Regions from separate parts of the Mus musculus genome. Here region 2 is linked to region 1. The links are chromatin contacts, called in public HiChIP or PLAC-seq maps. All regions are on one chromosome and are shown on one strand. The core of a region is the stretch at or near the end of the contact, and the rest is flanking DNA. Distances in the headings are between cores, read along the strand shown.

Region 1 (3,651 bases), core at 986-3,485:
ATGTTGGCAGCCAAAATACAAGGCTTGAAACTGAAAATGGACCCCAGACAGAGCCATTAGTTTAACAGGCTGGCAGTCAAAGCTGGGTAAGATTATGCACAGAGCCTTACCAACCTAAGACAGATGGGTAAGGAAGGCATTCTTGTCAGAACAACCTAACACAGGCATAGTCTTGTTTATGATTTAAAAAAAGGGCTGGCAGTGGTAGTGCATGCCTTTAATCCCAGGTGGATTTCTGAGTTTGAGGCCAGCCTAGTCTCCAGAGTGAGTTCCAGGACAGCCAGGGCTACACAGAGAAACCCTGTCTTGAAAAACCAAAATACAAATAAGTGTGTGCGTGTGTGTGTATGTGTGTATGTATGTGTGTGTGAGTGTGTGTATGTGTGTGTGAATGTGTGTGAGTGTGTGTGTGTATGTGTGAGTGTGTGTGTGAGTGTGTATATGTGTGTGTGAGTGTATGTGTGTGTGAGTGTGTATATATGAGTGTGTGTGTGTGAGTGTGTGTGTGTGTGTGTGTGTGTGTGTGTGTGTGTGTGTGTGTGTTTATATCCAAATTGTCCTGGTTTTACCTCTATGAAGTCCGTTTCCTCATAGACTCCTGGCTTGGTGCTGCAGTACTGAATACCAGGGTTCTTCTCATTGGCAACCATATTAGCCAATCGACAGCCCTTACAGTTTTTAACAATTTCAGCTGTTTTCAGACTGGCATCTTTAATTATGATGAGGGACTGGTAGACTAAGTCCTGCATTCTCTGGCATCCTATGTGTGAAGAACATTGAATCTTTTTCAGTATGCGTATACCCATTTTCTCTGGTACAATTAGTTTGTGATCAGCTAGCTGTCCTCCATCATCTCTTAGGACACTGAGACATGGACAGGGTTTTGGCTCAGATCACATCTTCTGTCTGATCAGAGAGTATGAGGTTTCCTGGGTCTAGGGCAATCAAGGACATGAGGAGCCCAATTTTTAGGGTCACTCACTGGGCTGTCTCACTGCCCTCTGGGACGGAGTTTAGTCTGTCCTTCTGCCGCCAGAAGGCCTCTCTCTATATAAATAGTCCCATAGATATCAGCAGTAGCAAAGGCACACTGGCTATCTGTGTCTCTTGTCTTTTCTCAGCTGTAACGCCTTGGTCAGAGCTGCCACCAGTTCAGCTTTGTGGGTTGATACTCCTGTCCGGAGTGGCTCTGCACATATGATCTGAGCAGTCATGCAGAGGCCCACCGATCAAGGTCAGGGTCAGGCAGCAGGGCAGCTGAAAAGTCATCCTGGGGCATTCAAGAAGAGAGGCTGGTAATGAGTCACCCTGGCGTCATCTTTAACCAGGAGGCCATTGCTGCACTGGTGTATACACAAGGTGGGGGTCGGCTTCTGGCAATTGGTGACAGATTGGCCATTGTCTGATGCCAAGGCCCTGAGTCCCCTGGCTCTAGGGAGGTCACCTGTAGTTAGCAAAGTAAAGCCTTCTTAGAGGAGGCACAATAGTCCGAACTTTTCAGGGCCCCTAAGAGGTCTTGGTTGTTTCTTTTGTTTCTGTTGCCACTGAAAGTCACTTATAAACTGATGAGGAGACTTTACCTTCAGGTTTTAGCAAGGCAGAAAGTTCAACTTTATTATCTACAAACAAGTTGTTGGGTTCCCTTTCACCTTTAGGGCTGCCCTGGGCTTGGGAGGGGCACCTTTGATCTTTAGCCCCCTCCCTCTTATCTCCTTCTCCTGAGACTATCTGTTTTAGGCATTTCTTATGTGTCCCGTGGTTTGGCTGTGGCTGCTATCAAGATCTTTGCCAGGTCTTGAGTCTGTTGCTTCTGTCCCCTCCTCTGCTTCTCCTCTGCAGTCTCTCTTCTGTTAAATACTCTCTCGGCCACTCTCACTAAGTTTGAGTCCCAGTACCGGTAATAACGTTTTGGAAAGAATCTAAGTAAAGACAGGAATGAATTTCCAGAAATGACATCTTATTAAAATCTGCATAGAAGAAAAACTGAAGAGGAATACAACAAAATAGTTATGTGTCCTCTTTAGTGAGGTAACTGGTAGTTGTTTCCGTGAGTTCACCACAGTTTTGCAACTAGTCTAAGCAACTAGTACAAGTTTTGTTTCCTGGCTGTTGAGAGCATTAACTTTTTTGAAACTACAAGTCCCAGCAGATATTCCGCCGCACCCTTCTGCAGGTCGAACTGCCTGCCGTACATTGATCTCTGGGATTTGTAGTCTGATGATAAAAATAAGGTGGGTCACACACTACCGGCACATATAACTGAAGTGGAGACACAGCCAGATACACCAATAGGTATTGCGTTCCGGGATAGAGTTGCGGGCAGATCACCAATGGTTGTGTCGCTCCTCATGAGTGATGTGACCTCCAGCCTACAGTAGGCCCGTGGGGCGGAGCTGGTGTCGCGGCCCCATTGCGAGCCATGGGAGGCGGCTGGTGGTGGGCTCGGGTCGCGCGCCTGGCCCGCCTGCGCTTCCGGGGGTCTCTGCAGCCTCCTCAGCGGCCCCGCAGCGGGGGCGCGCGCGGGTCCTTCGCCCCGGGCCACGGGCCACGCGCGGGAGCGTCGCCGCCTCCAGTGTCCGAGCTGGATCGCGCGGACGCTTGGCTCCTCCGCAAGGCACATGAGACAGGTCAGTGGCAGGGGCCGGGGTCGTTCGCGCTACAAGGAGAGGGGTTTCAATGTGCACGTGGGAGTGGGTGGCCAGAGTAAGGCAAGCATCTGCTGGGAACAGGGCCTGTGCTCAGCGGGGGCAGCTTCCTCATGTGAGCGCAGGGAACCGGTGTTGGGGGTTGGAGATTTTGCAGCCTGGCCGCATAGGACACCATCTTTCGGGTCCTGGCTAAAGGGGTACAGCAGGGATTAGTGGGGGTGGGGAGGAGGCTACGGTTAGGAAGAAGTAGTTGGCAGCACCACACTGCCTAGGTGAGAGACCGTTCCAGAGGCAGCTGGGAGGGAACAAGTTGCTTGAGACAGGGGTATCCGTTAGGATTACAGACAGAGGGGACCACTTGGAATAAAACAAGAGTGTGGCTACCCGCAGAAGATGGGGAAGTTCCGGATTGGACCAGCGTGTAACCAATGGTAGAGAAGGTGGCTGCTGATTGGAGGGAGAGGTGATCTAGACTGCAGAGGGAGGAATCTCAAACGAGGCAATGAGTTGAGAGATTGGAGCTGGTCTGGTGTTGAATGGGGCTAGTAGTGGGAACAGCCTTTTGGCAGCACTCAGGTACTTGAGTGGTGGGGAGGTGTGGACGCAAGGATGAGGCCATGCTAGGTAGGAGCGGTTACCACACAGGGGAAGGGACAGGCTGGAGAAGTTTGTCCCAGAGGTCTGAGGGAGAGAGGGAAGACCGCAGGATGCACAAGGGAAGACTTGGGAAGACTTTCTATCCTCAAACTTCAATTCGTGCTCTAGATTTTGAACGTCTGGGACAGAAGGGTAAAGGAATGGGACTTGCATGGGGCTTCCCGGAAGGGATCCGCATCTAGAATACTTTTGTCTTGTGGCTGAATAGGGTGAGAGGGGATCTAGGAAGCAGGGCTTGCTGATGCAGAGCTCCATCCCCCAACTCCCCGCAGCTTTTCTCTCCTGGTTCCGAAATGGACTTCTGTCATCCGGCATTGGGGTCATCTCCTTCATGCAGAGTGACATG
Region 2 (4,148 bases), core at 1,537-4,036, 41 kb after region 1:
ATTTTGTGAGCCACCATGTGGGTGCTAAGAATCCAACCTGGGTCCTCTAGAAGAGCAGCCAGTTTTCTATACTGCTGAATCACATTTGCAGATTCAAGGATTATTTTTATTTTTATTTTATTTTTTTGATTTATTTATTTATTATATGTAAGTACACTGTAGCTGTTTTCAGACACTCCAGAAGAGGGAGTGCCAGATCTCATTACAGATGGTTGTGAACCACCATGTGGTTGCTGGGATTTGAACTCTGGACCTTCAGAAGAGCAGTCGGGTGCTCTTACCCACTGAGCCATCTCACCAGCCCATTTTTATTTTTTTTAATTTATGTATTAAACTTTATGGTATGTGCAATGCCTTTGGAGGCCAGAAGGCAGCATGAGATCCCCTGTAGGTGAAGTGAGGTCACAACATGGGTGCTGGGAACCTCTCAGGACCTCTGGAAAACCAGCAAGTACTTCTTTACCTCTAAGCCGTCTTTCCAGCCCTTATTAGTTATTTGCTTATTGTGTGTAGAGATCAGACAGAGTCCATTCTCATCTCCTATGTAGGTCCTATGGATTGAATTCAGGTTATCAGTCTTTGTTGCAATTTTTCAAAATTATCTTACTTTTATATACTTTTTCTGCATTTAAGTTTTGGGGCTTGGTGCTCACGGAGGCCAGAAGAGGACATCAGATCCCCTGGAACTGGAATTACAGATGGTTGAGAGACCCTATGTGGGTGCTGGTGATCGAACCCAGGTCCTTCACAAGAACAGCCTTCCAGCCCCATGTTGCCTTTCCCCTCTTGAGACAAGGTCTTGTGTAACTTAAGCCAGTCTTAACAACTTAGGCTCCCCAGTGTCAAGATTACAGATGTCTGGCACCCCGCACTGCACCTGGCCTGAATTAAGTTCTTAGTTTATAAAGCTCAGTGGGGCTTGTTCCCTCACCTCTGTAACAGTGGCAGAATAAATGAATGGACTTGGTAGATGAGGTTGGTGGATGAATTAACCAACTGAGAATGATGTAGTATGCCATGTGAGACACTTTGATTCTAGGGCCCAGTTTTCAGAACAAGTCTCTCCCTAGCCGCTCCCCCACACTCCCCAGCCCTAGGGTGCTTTCTTCCCAATCTCAACTTTTGTATGCAGCAGGGCAGGATGGTGTTCTGCTGACCCCTGGTGGCCACATGGAACAAGGCAGTGCATTCTCTCTGCAGGTGTTGTTTTGATGCCAATTCTGGCATGTCCAGCTTTGGTTCTCACAGGTGCACTCAACATTCAACTGACTCTGTTGTCTGGAGTTCTAAGATGTGCCAACCCCCACCTCTCCTTCTCATGTTCACATTCTCGCAGTGTGCTAATCCAACTGACTCAGCGCCCAGGCTAGGATTCACTCAAATCTTTTCTGGCTTGGACTGTCTCTCTCATTATTGATGTTTTTTAGTGATTTTGAGATGAGGTCTCAAAGTGTACCTTAAACTCATAATCCACCTGCCTCAGCTTTTTAAAAACGTGTGCTCATTTTACATGCATTGGTGTTTTGCCTGCCTTCTGTGTGAGGGTGTCAGATCTTGGAGTTACGATTTTGAGCTGCCATATGTGTGGGTGCTGGGAATTGGGCCCAGATCCTCTGGAAGACCAGTGTTCTTAACTGCTGAGCCATCTCTCTGTCCTGCACCCCACCCACCTCAGGTTTTGATTGTGGGGACTATAGGCATGCCTATAGACTATAGGCACACTTGGCTTAATATTTTGTCCCTTTTTGCCCTGAGGACCGAACACATAGCCTTCTGCCTGTGCATGCTAGGCAAACTCTACCACTGATCCACACCCACCTCCCTTTACGTTTTGTGAGATAATCTTGCTAAACCTTTAATTCCTTGGTGGCTCAAGCAGGCCTGAAAAGGGAAATTCTCCTGCCTTAGCCTGAGTAGCTACTATGATTGGCCTGTAACACCAGGTTTGGCTGCCTTTCATGGATTTACTATTAGGTGCATGTACATATAAGTACAGGGATTGATGGAGGACAGAAGCGTTGCAATCAGTAGTTAGCCTGTGTAGGTGCTGGTAACGGAATTCAGATCCCTGCAAGAGCAGTATATGCTGTTAACTGAGTCACTTCCTCAGGGAGAGCTTAAAGAGCGACCCACTGGTCACACAGCTGTGACAGCATCTGATAATTCCACTGAGAAGTGGGCTCTGGGCAGGCAGAGCTGTGCCTGTGGCTGTGCTTCCTGGAGCCCGGCACAGAGCACATGCTCTGGGATTCTGAATTAAATGAGTGGAGACAATCTAATGCCAAGTTAAGTACACTTCAGAGCTTCCTAGTCATGGGGTGGGGAGTAGCCTATCTGCAACCCTATTACCTGGGAAGTTGGAGGCAGGAGAATCAGTTCAAGGCTAGCCTCAGCTACATATTGAGGGCTCCTCCAGACTAAACAATAAAAACAAAAGGACAACTGTGGAGGTCCCAGGGATCAAGTCCTCAGGAATTGGTGGCAAGTACTTTTACCCAACGTGCCACTGCACCAGCCTAGAATCAGGTGACGACATTCTGGCTGGGCATAGGAGAGTCACAGATGTGCCCACTAGAACTCTAGACTCATGTGAGTGGTAGCTTACACCTGTAATCTCAGCACTCAGGAAGCTGATTCAGGATTGTACCAAGTATAGGAACACTCTGGGCTATACATTAGTACCATCTTGGGGTGGAGTTGGCTTAGTGGCTAAAGGTGCATGCTGTTTATATAGAGGACCAGAATTCTCTTCCCAGCTCACAACTAGTAACCCCTGTTCCAGGAGATCCTATGCCCTCTGCTGGCCTCCACAGGCACTGCATTTACCCACAAAAACACATTCATATAAAACTATGTTTCAAAAAACAAACAAAAAACCACAAAAAACTGAATAGGGGATGGAGAGATGGCTCAGAGATTGAGAGCTTGCTGCTTTTGCAGAGGACCCAAGTTCGGTTTATTGGGCGGCTCACAACTGCCTCTAACTCACACATAGGAGGCCAGCCAGGGTTACATGGAGAAACCTGAAGCAAAACAAAACAAAACAAAACTCAGGAGGAGGTGGAGGAGGAGGAGGTAGGTAGGTAGGCTTGAAGTTTGAGGCTGCCTGGAGTTTTTTCCCCATCCATGGTGGTGCTGTGATAGACATCCTGTATGAGGAACTTCTAGGCCCCTGCCATAGGGAAGGAAGGGTCAAGGGAGGTCAGGTTAAGCGTGCATGTGGGGATCCATCAGAATCTCAGCAGGCCTGAGTTACAGTATTCTAGAGCACTGGAATGGAGGCAGAGGAAAGAGCACTTGCCACCATCTGGGATCCAGATGATGGGATGATCCTACTTCACCAAGGTGTTCTTTGATGGGCCTTCGTGATAGCCATGTGCCCACACTCACAACCACTCAAACTTCCTTACACAGATGTTTAAAACCAGCTGTCTCAGCACACCTGGTCCTAGGACTACATGTGTGCACCACAGTTACTCTTTCAGTATTTTCAGGGGTGGTGGAAATGTTTTTGCTGTGGCTTCTTTAGGTGGCTAGCCTTCTCACTTCTTACAACTTTCCAAAGCTTCTGGCCATCTGCAGTTCTCCGACTTCTGTCCTCTCAACACGGCTGCAGAGGATGAGGGGTAGGACTGTCCCCACTTGGCCCCAGGCTGCTGTGGAGACTGCGGCCCTTCATTTCTCTCAGGCCTGTTTTTATTTATGGTTTTTTTTTTTACAAGATTGATTTATTAACTATGATACATATCACATAAGGCCTTTTCTGTCTTTTTTTCTTTTTTAACACCATTCCCATTGAGACAAGTACAATACTTTGTAGCAAATACATAATCTTAAAAAACAAAACCAAACAAAAACACTTCTGTCAGAGATGTCTTGGCTGCCAGGATGGCTGCCCATGCACTAAACAGGCTGGAGCCTCAGAAACCCATGACGTATTTAAAAAAAAAAAAAAAAAAAAAAAAAAGCTTGGAAATGAAGCAGACATTCCTAACAGCAACTAGAGAGGTCCTGGTTTGAGCCCCCATGATACAGGAAATCATCGTTACACTTGCTTTACAGACAGGTTTCCACTTTTGCTGCGAAACATAAGTTTGGGCACACGGCCAGACTACTAACACACTTCAATACCATTAATGTTTCTGTTT

What was found. HiChIP or PLAC-seq counts read pairs in DNA pulled down with a chosen protein or histone mark.
Region 2: a contact with region 1 is called in a CTCF HiChIP or PLAC-seq map of CD8 T cells, with 6 read pairs. The contact joins the enhancer-like site here to the promoter of Tmem160 in region 1. A contact is called at or near these places in 7 of 15 datasets of contacts at CTCF or cohesin (CD8 T cells, the G1E-ER4 cell line, the NIH/3T3 cell line and 3 more), 69 of 484 Hi-C or Micro-C datasets (the AML12 cell line, B cells, CD8 T cells and 36 more) and 7 of 115 datasets of contacts at active chromatin or transcription factors (the SCID.adh cell line, astrocytes, double positive thymocytes and 1 more).

The regions. Positions count from the first base shown.
Region 1 is chr7:16,450,544-16,454,194 of GRCm38.p6, forward strand. It overlaps Tmem160 (transmembrane protein 160), which reads left to right and starts at 2,236. Exons shown (of 3, transcript NM_026938.1): 1 at 2,236-2,627; 2 at 3,578-3,651. The coding sequence starts at 2,420.
Region 2 is chr7:16,490,790-16,494,937 of GRCm38.p6, forward strand. It overlaps Arhgap35 (Rho GTPase activating protein 35), which reads right to left. Exons shown (of 7, transcript NM_172739.4): 7 at 3,684-4,148. Among named protein-coding and RNA genes, the nearest start is that of Npas1, 16 kb to the left of the region's middle. Within about 2 kb of position 2,787, at least 10 of the 459 cell types and tissues checked have an H3K27ac peak or open chromatin away from gene starts, as enhancers often do. A contact at or near this core is called in CD8 T cells, the SCID.adh cell line and double positive thymocytes, where this site is marked.